Linked DNA regions of Mus musculus: region 1 is linked to region 2. Evidence: chromatin contacts called from public promoter capture Hi-C data. All regions are on one chromosome and are shown on one strand. Each heading gives the region's core, a stretch centred on a gene start, on an enhancer-like site or on the middle of the called end of the contact. The rest is flanking DNA. Distances are from core to core; before and after follow the strand shown. Region 1 holds the start of Cdhr5 (cadherin-related family member 5). Region 2 holds the start of Ptdss2 (phosphatidylserine synthase 2).

Region 1 (6,970 bases), core at 1,653-4,152, 150 kb before region 2:
TCTCCTTCCATCCAAAAATGCAACCCCAGGCCTACGAGGATTCCCATTTTGTTTCTGGTGCTGAGCTGCCCTTAAGGTGGTTATCTGCAGTAGTCTACCCTGCCCTGGCTTCAGCAGGAGCGCTAGGACACTGGTCTTCCTTTCCTCTCAGTCGTCTGCCTGCCCTAGGCTCCTCAAGACACCTACAGCTCCTTCCAGACAAGAGTGCGGCAAGGTCTTGGTCTAGGCTAGGCTCCAAGATGAGTTGAGGTCTCACAGTGCGGTTCGCTCTGCCCGTCCTGAACTGCCACCCCTATTTTCTATCCCTGGACACAGATGAAGATGTCCATTTCGCTACTTGGTAGCACTACTCCTCTAATCTCCCCCCCCAAGGCAGTTGAGGGGCGCCAACACGGCGGTAGGGACAGGAGGTGGCCGGACGACAGCTGGGTGGGCGGCCCTGACCTTCCTGCAATCAATGAGGCGGGGCCGGCCGCGCGGAGCCGGGGCGGTGCTGGAGCCCACCGCCGCCGGCGGTCCCGGCAGCTATAAAGCGGTGGCGCGGGGCTCAGGCTGAAGTTGCAGCATTTGTCACACCCAGAGCCCGACCATGGAGCCTCCGCTGCCCACGCCGATGCTACTGCTGTTGCTGCTGCTGCTCTCCAGTTCCGCCGCGCTCCCTGCACCTCCCAGGTGAGCAGGGTTGGGAATCCGTTTCATCCCGGCCACGCCCACACTTCAATTTCTGACCCTTATGGCTTCACCCCTCCCCAGGACCCCAAGACACTCAGACGGAATGTTCACCAGCGAGCTCAGCCGCTTGCAGGACAGTGCCAGGCTGCAGCGCCTGCTGCAGGGTCTGGTGGGGAAGCGCAGGTGAGCCCGCGCTAGGTAGAATTTTCCAGACTGGCTAGTATGGGACAGGCCCGCCACATCCCTGTACACCACTAATTCTACTTTGGGCGTGGGGGTGGGGGTGGGGTCAGCGAGCAGGACACAGAAAATATCCCAGAGAACAGCCTGGCCCGGTCCAAGCCCTTAGAGGACCAGCTCTGCTTGCTGTGGTCGAACACTCAGACCCTACAGGACTGGTGAGTTTTCCATCCTCAGCTGGATTCCTAAAGTGCCCCAGCCAGGTGGGTACCCGCACTCTGATGGTCACTCACTAGTCCCCTCTCCTTCCACAGGCTTCTGCCCAGGCTGTCCCTGGATGGGTCCCTGTCTCTCTGGCTGCCTCCTGGACCAAGGTCTGCTGTTGATCGTTCAGAGTGGACTGAAACAACCAGGCCACCCAGATGAGGGAGGAAGAGTCTCTAGGACCCTGGCTGGAGTAGGGATTGGTTGTCCTTGGCATCAATAAAAAAGGAATTTAGACCCTGGTCTTTTAGCTCATGGTGTGTGATGTCTGATAAAATGAAGGCCGCCTCTGCTCCGAGAGCCTGGAAGGCGTGGACAGATCCAGCCATCTCATTCAGTGGCTAGGACCACACCCAGCTGCCCTTTGAACCCAAGAAGCCAGCTAGGACATTTCTTATCTCTGGCATCAGCTGAACCCCTCTTTTCCCAGCTGAATTCCCTAGAGTGCCACCTTGCCCTGTGGTCCATTTAGCAAAATTTCTAGGGATCAGGGACTCCCCACCCTGGTCCAGCCATGTGGCCAGGGTAAATGAAGTGGTGAGGAGGAGGCTCAGGCGGGGTCATAGGGGTCCGCTTATGAGTGGGAGGACCTGAGTACATCCTGGCTCTAACATGTCTAGGCCTGAGGCCTGACGGTGATGTCATCTCCCAGTAGGCAGCTGTAGGACCAGTGAAGGGTTGTGAGACAGTGCTCAGTCTTTGCAGAGGCTTGGAGCCTCGGGAAGGTTTTCAGACACCTAAAGCAGCCAGCCCTGCAAAGGCCCACAGTAGTGAGAGCTGTGCAGGCCCTTTCAACAGAACACCCCCTACGACCCTCCTGATCCCACCCAGGGCCTTCTTCCTATCTCTGAGAGCTTACAGGCAAAAGGAGAGGAAGCATATCTAATGGAGGCCTGGGCTGTGTCCTCACCAGGATTCCTGTCTTCCATCAGATACTGGCTCCCCAAACCCCAGCTCCTAGCTGTGGCTGAAAGGTTCTATCTGCATCCTAACACCAACCAAGGCTCTGCCAGGCCCTACCCTGGGGGAACTGCTGTGTTTCTCATACAGCAGGAGCATACTGGGACACAGCCATTTCCCTTGGGAGTGGACGAGGGAAGGGAAGGGAGACGACATGACATAGCTCCAGGGATTTTGCTAGAGAACACTGAGGAGAAAGAGACAAGATGAGGGACACCCCAATGAGGGCTACAGTAGACCCAATGGCTCAGCCTGTTCTTGCTCCCAGCTCCCCACAGCCCTGCCCCCATTCCCCACAGCCCTGCCCCAGCTCTCCATAGCCCTGCCCCAGCTCCCCACAGCCCTGCCCCAGCTCCCCAGACCCATGGTTCCATCCCACAGGCCTGCTTCAGCCCCCAGCCCTGACTCAGCTCCCTACAGCCCTGCCCCAGTTCCCCACAGCCCTGCCCCAGCTCTCCATAGCCCTGCCCCAGCTCTCCATAGCCCTGCCCCAGCTCCCCATAGCCCTGCCCCAGCTCCCCAGACCCATGGTTCCATCCCACAGGCCTGCTTCAGCCCCCAGCCCTGACTCAGCCTCCTTAGATCTATGGCCCCAGAGCCTTGCCCTGGCTCCCCACACCTATTCTCCACTCCTCCTTGTTCTCAAGCTTCATACACCTTATGTGTAGTTCCCGTGGGTTGAGTCTCCAGCTAACTTCCTGGAAGTCCAGGCCGAAATATGACCTCATGTCCCCTGTTAGTGCCGGCCAGCGGGAGTCCCCTTGATAGAGGCCATCTGTAAAGGGTCATAAAATGAGGCGGTGCCTGGCAGGGGCGAAGGTCGCCAAGGCAGGAATTGTACCAGCCCTGGAACCAAGCAAGCTGGATCCTTCTTCCAGGTGACAGCTGCCGCCATGGGGGCTCCGGCCCTCCTGTGGCCTTCCCTGCTGTTGCCATGGCTCACAGTGCTGTTTGGCCAACCTCCGGGGACCTTGGCCCAGACCCAGGGTATGTGTCGGGCAGGGGCAGGACAGGTGGGTGGCAGAGCTCTGATGAGGAACCAACTTCTTCTTTCCAACTTTCTAGTCTGCTCTGTGAACCAGACCATATTTAGAGTCGAGGAGAACACCACTGTTTCTGAGCCACTGGTGAACATTTTTGTCCCAGACGGCCTGCACGTGACCTTGGGACCCTTGTCCACTCCTTATGCCTTTAGGATCGAAGGAAAAGATCTGTTTCTCAACGTGACTCCAGATTATGAGGTACAGTCTGTAGGCTGGATGGAATGTGCCTTCATGGAGACATACATGGGCGGGCCTCCTAACCTGGGGAAGATTCAGGGAAGGAGGGGCTGAGGGTTCTCTATCCCCCTGAGTGAGGAACCCTTCAGGCCCTGTGGTCGGTTGGTTGGTACTGAGGGGGAGGGCCGTAGGGGACAAAGCTGCCAAATGCCCCCCCCCACACACCCAGGATTTCCCACAGATGACTGGGGCGCTGGAGCGGTACCTGCTCTCCTAGCCGTACTCTCCCGTTCTAGAGCAGCATAGCTCCTTATGTGGCAAGTGACTCATAGGGCCCCTGGCTTCATCCTTAGGAAAACTCATTGCTCCAGGCAGATGTGGAGTGTAAGAGAGGAGATGCGGTGGTAAGTTAACCCCAGTACCTGATCACCTCTGCCTTCTGTCAGAGTACCCCAAGGCCATTCCCCCATGACCTCAGCTCTCTCCTGGCCACTCCCACGCTTGCTTCTTTCAGCCTAGACTTCCCTGAGCTCCAGACTCAAAGTCAGCTAACTTAGAGCTGTGGATTAAGTCAATACCCTGAGGCCCTAAGTCTGCCTCTCATCCCTCACCTGCCAGCCACTTAGGCCCCTTTTGAGGTCACCCCACCCCAGGTACATTGTTGGGATTGTCGGTTGTGCCTCAGTTAGAGTCAGCCCTACTCTTCCTACCTCTAGTCCCACGGGGCCTTGGGCAGCAGGTCTCCTTTCTGACCCTGCCGCAGATCCATTTGCTCTCCGTGCCCTTGGTCCTTCTCTATTCCTTCCCCCACATAGTGAATCCCTAGAGAGTCATAACCACAACCCCAGACAGCCTCACACAGAAACTTCTACGTTTCTTACCGGACTCCAAAGCTAAATGCACAGGTGGGTGGGTGAGGCAGGCTAGGGCATGCAGACACTGATCTGGTATGCAAATTCATTTTGATGCTTAACCCTCCTACGTTATGCTGCCCCGCTACCCTATCCCATACATCGTATCCCTCAGCCTCCACCACAAGCCTTTTACTAAAGGAAGCTCGAAGAAATAACAGGCCCCACATAATTTCTGCTTCACCATGAGCAACTCTCACACCCTGCACTCCTACCTGGCTCCATGACATGTTACCACACACATCTTGGGCCACGTCTCTAATAGGTAGTAATATTAAAAAAACAAAACAAGACAAAACTTATTTTTTTTTTTTGGTATAGTTCAGTGGTAGAGTATCTGCCTAGTATGATTTGAAGCCCTGGGCTCCACCTTCAACACATGAATATAATTCACACACATACACAGACATACAGATACACAGAGAGACAGAGACAGAAACAGGAAGACAGAGAGAGGCATGGACTTGGTATCTGTCACACCTGAGAAGAACAGCTTTCTCTCTGTCCTCCAGCACCTGGCTGTGTTCGTTTCTCCCTGGGTCTCAGGAAGGGTTCTCTCATGGAATAAAGCTGTTTGGTTTTAACCTAAAGGCCCCTTTCTCTGATCTTCTCTTGGAGACCTGTTTCTGAAGCCGCGAGAGGCTGTTTTTCTCCCTTCGATGCGTTGCTGGTTGTGGCCCTGGGATTGTCATCATTTCTCTTCAGCCCACCCACCACACACATGTGGCCACACTCTAAAACTTGTTTTTACAGTCTACGTTCCTCCTAGAACAGTAGCTCACAGGCCACCACATTATTGCTGCCATCAGAGCTGTGGAATGAAAGGGAAAGAATGACTGACTGACTGAATGAATAAGATAAGAATAATGAAACAGATAAGAAAAGGAATGAATGAATGATGGGTCATCAGAGCATTGCTGACTTTGGTGACTTTGCTGCAGGTGGTACGCCTGGAGGTGTTTGTGGCTGTCCTGGATATCAATGACAATGCGCCAAAATTCTCCTTTGAAATCAAGACATTTAATGTATCGGAGGTGAGCCCAGTCGGAACCAGTGCTGTCTTGAGCATGGAGAGGCAGGGGGACACAGGGTGTCTGCAGGGGGACACAGGGTGTCTGCAGGGGGACACAGGGTGTCTGCGGGACCACATCGGGAAGATCTATATACAGAAACCACAGCATGGCTGGACCAACCTCCTCTTCTCCATTCCCAGGACACCAAAGTGAATACAACCGTCATCCCTGAGACACAGCTGAAGGCTACAGATGCTGACATAAATGACATCCTAGTCTACACTCTGCAGGAAGTGACCCCCGTCAGTGCTTCCCCAGCCCCACTCATTATTGACAACCCTCACTCTTTCTGATGCCTTCAGGCCTCAGTTTCTCCACCTTCCAGAGTCCCACCTCCTTCCCCTCCACAGAATGCCAGCAAGTTCTTCTCCCTGGAGGGCGTAAACTACCCTGCTCTGAAGTTGGACCAGACCCTGGATTACTTCAAGAATCAGAACATGACCTTCATGCTGCTGGCACGGGTAAGTGGATCACATCTTCCTAAGTCCTGGGTGTTCTAGGTCCTGTCCAAGCTGGGCCTGACCTATCAGGGGCTGGCTGTCACTACAGGATACTTGGGAGGAAAATGTAGAGCCCAGCCACACGGCCACTGCCACCCTGGTCTTGAACACGCTGCCAGCTGACCTACGGACCCCCTGGTTCCTGCCATGCTCCTTCACAGATGGCTATGTCTGCATTCATGCCCAATACAGTGCGGTTGTCCCCACGGGACACAAACTGGTAATGGGGAGAAAGGAGGCCCAGGCCCAGGGTCAGACTTGAATCTAGAGCCAAGTCAGAAAACGTTCAGGGAAGGGATCCAGCCATGGCCCTGTGCTTCTGGAGAGGCTGGCAGACAGTTCTGTGATTTAAGAAACAAACATGAACAATCAATCAATCGATCGATCAATTAATCATCAATCAATCATTAACTATCCCTCCTGGGGGTGGGGCAAAAATCAGTGAGGAGTGTGGATCCTGTTATGTAAGCTGGGATGTGAAGACTTCAGGAGCAGGGCTGATGCTAATAAGGGACTGCTAAGTCCTTGTCTAGATGACAGTCTCCTCTGAGGCCAGCAGTGCCACTGGGCAGGGTGGCCCGCCAAGGCCACCACAGCCTCCACTGTGCAGAGGGGCATACACTGAAGCTGCAAGCCTTCCTTCATAAGTTCTTGTTGCCACTGAGTCCTTCTGTGGCCGCAGCTCTGTCCCAAGCAGGCACTGCCCCTCCCTCCAGGCTCCAACTCACGTTTCAGATCTTGAGGGGCAACAAGAGAGTAAGAGCGGGGGCTCTGAAACCTCAAGATGTCCCTATCCCTACAGCCGTCCCCCCTCATCATGAGTCCTGGTCCCATCTATGCTGTGGACGGAGATCAGGCCATTAACCAGTCTATCATCTACAGCATTATAGCGGGTAAGTGAGGGCTTAGCTCCACAGCACCTGGAGCCCACAACAGAGGGACCAGACACCAAACTCCACCCCCAAATTCTTCCAGGAAACACAGATGGCACATTCATCATCAACGCACACGATGGCAACCTCACAATGACCAAAAGTATCCCGAGCCCCATGAAGTTCACCCTTCTGATCAGGGTGGGTACCGGTACTGGATGATGGATGGGTCTCCTGTGTCCCTAGCTGTGTCCCCAGCTGTGTCCCCTGCTGTGTTCCCAGTTGTAGCTCCATTAAATCCTGCTTCCCCTGACTCCT
Region 2 (6,590 bases), core at 1,552-4,051:
CCCTAGCCCACAGTGATAGATCACTTATATCTGAAGCTGCAGAAATTATTGCTACGGATGTACTGGTGATTTCTGCCCCAACTCTCCTAGATGGCTCACTAGAAGCACCATGCTCTAAGACCCAAGAATAGACTACCAATTCTCAAACTGTCACAGATTCCATGCTGGTGGGAGTGGGTTAGAAAGTGAGATCCAAGCCGGGCGTGGTGACACACGCCTTTAATCCCAGCACCCGGGAGGCAGAGGCAGAGGCAGGTGGATTTCTGAGTTCGAGTCCAGCCTGGTCTACAAAGTGAGTTCCATTACAGCCAGGGCTATACAGAGAAACCCCATCTGGGGAAAAAAAAAAAAAAAGAAAGAAAGAAAGGAAAGGAAAGGAAAGGAAAGGAAAGGAAAGGAAAGGAAAAGAAAAGAAAAGAAAAGAAAAGAAAAGAAAAGAAAAGAAAAGAAAGTGAGATCCCGTGGTAGGGGGTTGGGTTGGAGCCCTGACTCAGAGGTTAACAACACAGGCTACTCTTCCAGAGGACCCAGATGGGGTCCCTAACATCGACTCAGCAGCTCCCGTCTGGAACTATGGTTCCAAGGGACCCAACACTCTCTTCTGGCTTCTAGGGGCATTGCATACAGGTTTTATACACACACATGCAGGCAGAACATCAATACACACAAAATAAAACTTTATATAAATAAAGTTCCAGGTCTGTGCCAGAATCAGAGCTCTTGTTTAGTTTCCTGATATTATCCCCTAAGATAGTAATGACACTCAGCAAAAGTCCCCAAAATACACACTGAAGAATGGCTGAATGAATAAATGACTATAAAGCAAGAAAGGCAAGCCAGCAACACACTCCAGAATTCTCAGTCCAGTGGCCGTCACCTGCACTGAAGGACAGTCCCGCCTCTCTCCTGTCCAAGAGCCATGGTGGAGGCTACCTGATAGAGAATTGATGTTTAAAAACCCACTTGAGTAATTCACGGACTGCTATGAATGTAAGGCCAATTGGAGTCCTTTATTTAAGTAGGCAACCAGGAACAGGCTCCTGCCACAAAGATCTCTTGGCCCTGAAGTAAGGCAGTGCACGGTTTATGAAAACAAAAAACCAGGTGTGGGTCAGGGATTTTGTAAGCATCATTCCTCTTTGTCCTGTCATCCAGGATATGACTGAGATGGTGTGGGGTCAGTTATGGGGTTAGAGGCCATTATGTCCAGTCAAGAAGAATGGGGTATGGGATCAGTCTTCAGATTAGTTTATGGGGTTGCAACAGCCCGACTTATAGGCCATTTTAATGTCCAAAGGACCTCAAAGGTCAAAGAAGGCCATCGGCACTAGCTCTGGCACCATACCCACAACTTCAACTGCCCCATGCTCGCTTCCAAGCGCGCTCTCTCTCTCTCTCCCTCTCTCGCTCCCTCCAGGGTCTGGCTGTACTGGAAACTCACTATGTAAACCAGGCTCGCTTCAAACTCACAGAGACCCACCTGCCTCTGCCTTCCAAGTGCTGGGATTGCTTCTTTTCCCTCTAATGTTTTCACAGTCATTAGACGGAATCATATTGAAAAGCAGCTCTGGTTGGCTCTCACTGCAGAAGCTGTCCATAACCCAGGGAAGGTGCTAATAGTATAAGGTCCAGATGCAAAGCTATCTCCCACACCCAACCCACTTTCCTGCTATTTCAACTGTATCTCACCAGTGCCTCAGTTACCACTCCCACTTGCAAGCCAGAGATACAAGCTGACATACACAAGAGTCCCTTGGAGGACCCTATCTGTGTGATGGCACCTTCTCCTGAATTATCTTAACACTTCCAGACCAGGATTCTCTCTGATCAAATGTGTTCTGGACACTGCCACAGCTCTGTTCTCTCAGAGCAACTTCCACTTAACATCCCCTCCAGTGGGAACACATTTGTTTCTGTGCACTTGGGTGTCACTTGCCTGTAGGGCCCACCCTGGGACTCCAGTGTCGCATAGGTGGGTAGAAACTTGGCTGCCTGAAATAAAAGCAAAGCCATTCCTCTCATGAAGCGTGCTCCTTCTCACAAACAAGGAAAGGTGAAGGGTTAGCCCAAGGTCATGGGATTACACCTGGTCAGCCAGGGCGGTGGCATGGTCCTTCAAAGAAGCAAAACACCTGCAATTCCTACGCACTCAACTCCACGAAAGGCAGACGGGGCAACCTGACCCCAAAACTTGTCAGAGGTTGAGTTGTGCAAGCAAGGGTCACTGAAAAGGGTAGCTGTGAGGAAAATCTACCATACAGATATGCCATGCCCACCAGGCCAGTTCAGGGCAACGTTACGGGTGAAGAGCAGGGGAACAACAGCTATCCCCCAGAAAGGGAAACCTGAAAAGTCACTAATATGTAGTGGCCAGGCCTTCCAGAGCTCATCCCGGGGCTCCTCCGATCCGAAAAAACACTCGACATCTCATACGGAGACGACCACGGGGGGTTCCACGAGGGCCGGAGGGAGTGAGGCGCTCCCCTGGCTGATCCAGGCCCTGACGGTTCCCGATTCCAATCTAAACTGTCTGTCCCAAACTCCTGCCCCGACGCGGGGAGACCCTCACCAAAAGAAGGTGTTAGTGCCATCGTCGTAGACTTCAGACTCGGTGCTGCGGCGGCCCTTGAGCAGCGGAGACTCAGATCCCGAGCCTCCGGCGACTCTGCGCTCGCCCCTCCGCATGGCGCCCGGCCTGCGCAGCCCAGTAGGCTGCAGGCGGTGGGCTGGGGTCGCAGTGCTGCCCGGCGGGGTCTCCGCGGGAGTGGGGCGGGGCCGTGAGGCATTGTGGGACGCGTAGTGCGCGCCGGGCCGCAGGGCATGCTGGGCGCTGGAAAGCCCTAAACTGCCCGGTGGGAGGGACGCGGTCCGGTTGCTAGGAGACCGGCCGCGTGCTCCGCCTGACAGAGACTGTACAAGCCGGCTGGCACTGGCTGGTGTTGATAAAGTTCCGAAGACATATAATCTCTGGGGATAGGGACGCAAAAGAGACTCAACCTAAACTGTTGTGGTAGACAGCCCTGCCAAGCAAACTAAACTCCGGAAGCTGAGGCAGGAGGATTGAACGAATCCAAGGACAGCCTGAGTTATTCAAACCTTGAATTAAAAAAAAAAGGAGGCGCCGGGCACTGGTGGCCCATGCCTTTAATCCCAGCACTTGGGAGGCAGAGGCAGGCGGGTCTCTGAGTTCAAGGCCAGCCTGGTCTACAGAGTGAGTTCAAGGACAGCCAGAACTACACAGCGAAACCGTCTCGAAAATGAATGAATGAATGAATAAATAAATAAGATGAAATAGTGATAGAGAAATGGCTTAGCAGTTAAGATCACTGCCTGACCTTCTAGAGGATGGAGTTCAGTTTCCACTCTCACATAGCAGCAGTGGCTCCAATGCCCTCTTCTAGTATCTAGGGCACTGTATACAGTTGGTGTATAGATGCATACACTCAACCAAAACACTTATACACTAATAAATAGATGTAGATAGATAGATAAATTAGATAAATTATTGCCAGACATGATGGCATAGTCCTTTAATCCTAGCACTCAGGTATCAGAGGCAGGAAGATCTATATGTGTTTGAAGCCATCCAAGTCTACACACTGTGAGCTCTAGATCAGCCAAGGCTAGACTCTGTCTCAAACTTTAACGTAAATAAAAATTAATGACTAAATTAGCAGGACCAGTCAAGTTGGATAGTTGAAACTGGTATGGTTAGTTGCTGAGAGTACTTACATTTTGCCAGAGGTAGGGAATGGGCTTCTTGTCTGAGAGTGTGGGTCCTTCTTCAGTTTTCTCAGATGTGTTGGCTTGTGGTGCCACCAGCCTGCAATCCCAGCACTTTGAGGTGGAGGTATATATATCAGGGAGTCTGTGGTTATCCTTCACGTGAGATTAGGAGTTAGATAGATTCCCTGATAGGCAGACAGAGAAGAGAGAGCCTATTGGATATTGAAGATGACAAAATTCAGCCGGGTAGCGGTGGCCCACACCTTTAATCCCAGTACTCAGGAGGCAGAGGCAGGAAGATCTTTGTGAGTTTGGGGCAGCCTGGTCTACATAATGAGATCCTAGAAAACAAAGGCTACAAAGAAAAACTCTATCTTGAAACAAACAAACAAATAAACAATAAGATGGCAGACTCTTGGTTTCTTCTTCACCCTCCTTACCTGAAATAAAAGTCTAGCAGCTTAAAAGAAAGGCCTTGGTGAACCTTTTCTCCACCAGGAGGGTCACCAGTCCAGACAAGCTCAAGGCCAGATCAGGACATGTTTGCCCAAAAGTCGTGGGTTTGTCAGCCTCCCTGTCATTGTTCAAACTGACAAACCATAAATTAGAGGAGTAAGACCCCCCATCCCCCCAGAGATCCTTGGAGCTCTCAGCCTGTGTTGCTGGGTATGGATGGCACCAGTAGTCCAGACCTTTCATTCCAGGTCCCAGGGGCAGGCAGATCTCAGTGAGTTTGGAAGGTTAGTTTAATCTACATAGCAAGTTCAAGTCAGCCTGGGATATATAGTGAGATCCTGTCTCAAACAAACAACCACCCAGCCTTCAAAGGGACTTCAAAAAAGGGCTTCAGAGGGGCTCCTGAAGGCCCCCTTAGATCTGCAGAGGGTCTTTCTAGGTGACCTGTGCAGGGTTTTAGACCCAGGGACAAGGGCTGAAGTGCATATTTTACATACTAAAGCACATCTAGCTTCCAGGTTCTCCCAGCATCCCTCAGTCCCTACCTGGCATACCACGTTGCTACTCTGAACTTTCCAGTTCAGGGGCTGGGCTGCCCTTTAGCCAGATATTTTGGTCTCTCCTCCCCACCCCCCCCCTCCTCCTCCTTCTCCTTTTCCTCTTCTTTTTCTTCCTTCTTCCTCCTCCTTCTCTTCTCCCTCTTATCTCTCTACCCTCCCTCTCTCTGCATGCACTCTTCTCTCTTTCTTTTCCTACTCCCTGCTCTCTCCCTTTCCATGGTGACTTCCCTAGCCCCCTTCCTTGGTACCAGTGAACCCTCCTATCCAAGAGCAGTTTCCCAGTGTACCTGTGCTTATATGTACTTTAATTTGGCTTGAATTGGCTCATTTCACTGGTGGAGAAATAACTTATCAGCTGGTACCTTGATGCTGGGTTTCAGACCTAGGATAAGGGGCTGAGGTACATATTTACAAAGCCCATCTGGCCTTCAGGTTCTCACAGCATCAGCATCAGTCAGTCCCCCTCCATCCCCCTCACCCCCACCCCCAGTCTGAAACCCAATACCCCGTGTGCTTCTTCACCCTAATAAAAGCCTTTCTTTACCAGCCAAGTCTACTGCTTGTGCCTTTAAAAAAAAAAAGATTTTATTTTTTTATTTATTTTATGTATGATCATACAGTCCCTGTCTTGAGACACACCAGAAGAGGCCACCGGATCCCATTACAGATGGTTGTAAGCCACCATGTGGTTGCTAGGAATTGAACTCAGGACCTCCTGAAGAGTTAGTTTAGTCAGTGCTCTTAACCACTGAGCCATCTTTCCAGCCCCCTGCCCCTGCTTGTGCCTTTTAATTCTTCACCCCACCCCCACCCCCACCCCCAAGACAGGGTTTCTCTGTAGTGGTGGTTATCTTGGAACCCACTCTACAGACTAAGCTGGCCTCTATTAGATATCTGCCTGCCAGCCGGGCGCGATGGCACAGGCCTTTAATCCCAGCATTTGGGAGGCAGAGGCAGGAAGATTTCTGAGTTCGAGGCCAGCCTGGTCTACAAAGTGAATTCCAGGACAGCCAGGGCTATACAGAAAAACCCTGTCTTGAAAAAACCAAAAAAGAAAGAAAGAAAGAAAGAAAGAAAGAAAGAAAGAAAGAAAGAAAGAAAGAAAGAAAGAAAGAAAGAAAGAAAGAAATCTGCTTGCCAGTGTCAACTGAGTGCTAGGATTAAAAACGTGTGCCCCTCCTCCGCTCCATCCCTACTTCTCACTTCCTTTTAAAGTTCTTTTCTTGGCAGAGAGAAGAACCTAGACTCTTTAACTCTTGGTTAAATTGTCAGACAGAGGCCAGCTAGGCTACCTAAGACCCTGTTTGAAAAACCAAGAACAAACAAGCAAGCAAGCAGACAGAAATCACCAGTTACTGCAAAGGGAGATAGAGCCAATAGTCCCTTTAGTGTACTAGTCTATTTTGAGGATAAGAAACCAAGGCCACCACTGCTGGAGGTATTTGAACTCATTCTCAGTGGTTCATGTTTCTCCCAAGTTTTTTAAATTATCGTTTTACTAAGGCTCACAAATAATTTTTTTGGTTTTTTGAGAGTGTTTTTCTGTGCAGCCCTGGCTGTCCTGGAACTCACTCTGTATACCACCAGGCTGGCCTCAAACTCAGAGATCCGCCTGCTTCTGCCTCCCAAGTGCTGGGATCAAAGGCATATGCCACCACTGCCCAGCCACAAATCATCTTTTTACAAGGACAAAAAAAAAAAAAATTACATTTACTTAAGAATTAGGGTCAGGCAGTGGTGGCACACACCTTTAATCCCAGCATTTGAGAGGCAGAGTCAGGCAAATTTCTGAGTTCCAGGCCAGCCTGGTCTACAGAGTGAGTTCCAGGACAGCCAGGGCTCAGAGAA

The links. Capture Hi-C pulls out chosen DNA fragments and counts their contacts.
Region 1: a promoter capture Hi-C map of pancreatic islet shows a contact between it and region 2. The contact joins the promoter of Cdhr5 here to the promoter of Ptdss2 in region 2. A contact is called at or near these places in 1 of 115 datasets of contacts at active chromatin or transcription factors (memory CD8 T cells) and 3 of 9 other capture datasets (adipose tissue, liver and pancreatic islet).

What each region holds. Positions count from the first base shown.
Region 1 is chr7:141,272,718-141,279,687 of GRCm38.p6, reverse strand. It overlaps Cdhr5 (cadherin-related family member 5), which reads left to right and starts at 2,902. Exons shown (of 15, transcript NM_001114322.1): 1 at 2,902-3,063; 2 at 3,142-3,317; 3 at 3,650-3,700; 4 at 5,149-5,241; 5 at 5,421-5,522; 6 at 5,631-5,741; 7 at 5,830-6,000; 8 at 6,583-6,673; 9 at 6,756-6,853. The coding sequence starts at 2,970. It overlaps Sct (secretin), which reads left to right and starts at 555. Exons shown (of 4, transcript NM_011328.3): 1 at 555-672; 2 at 754-855; 3 at 966-1,070; 4 at 1,167-1,359. The coding sequence starts at 590. The coding sequence ends at 1,278.
Region 2 is chr7:141,127,497-141,134,086 of GRCm38.p6, reverse strand. Ptdss2 (phosphatidylserine synthase 2) reads right to left here and starts at 2,801. Exons shown (of 12, transcript NM_013782.4): 1 at 2,570-2,801. The coding sequence starts at 2,685.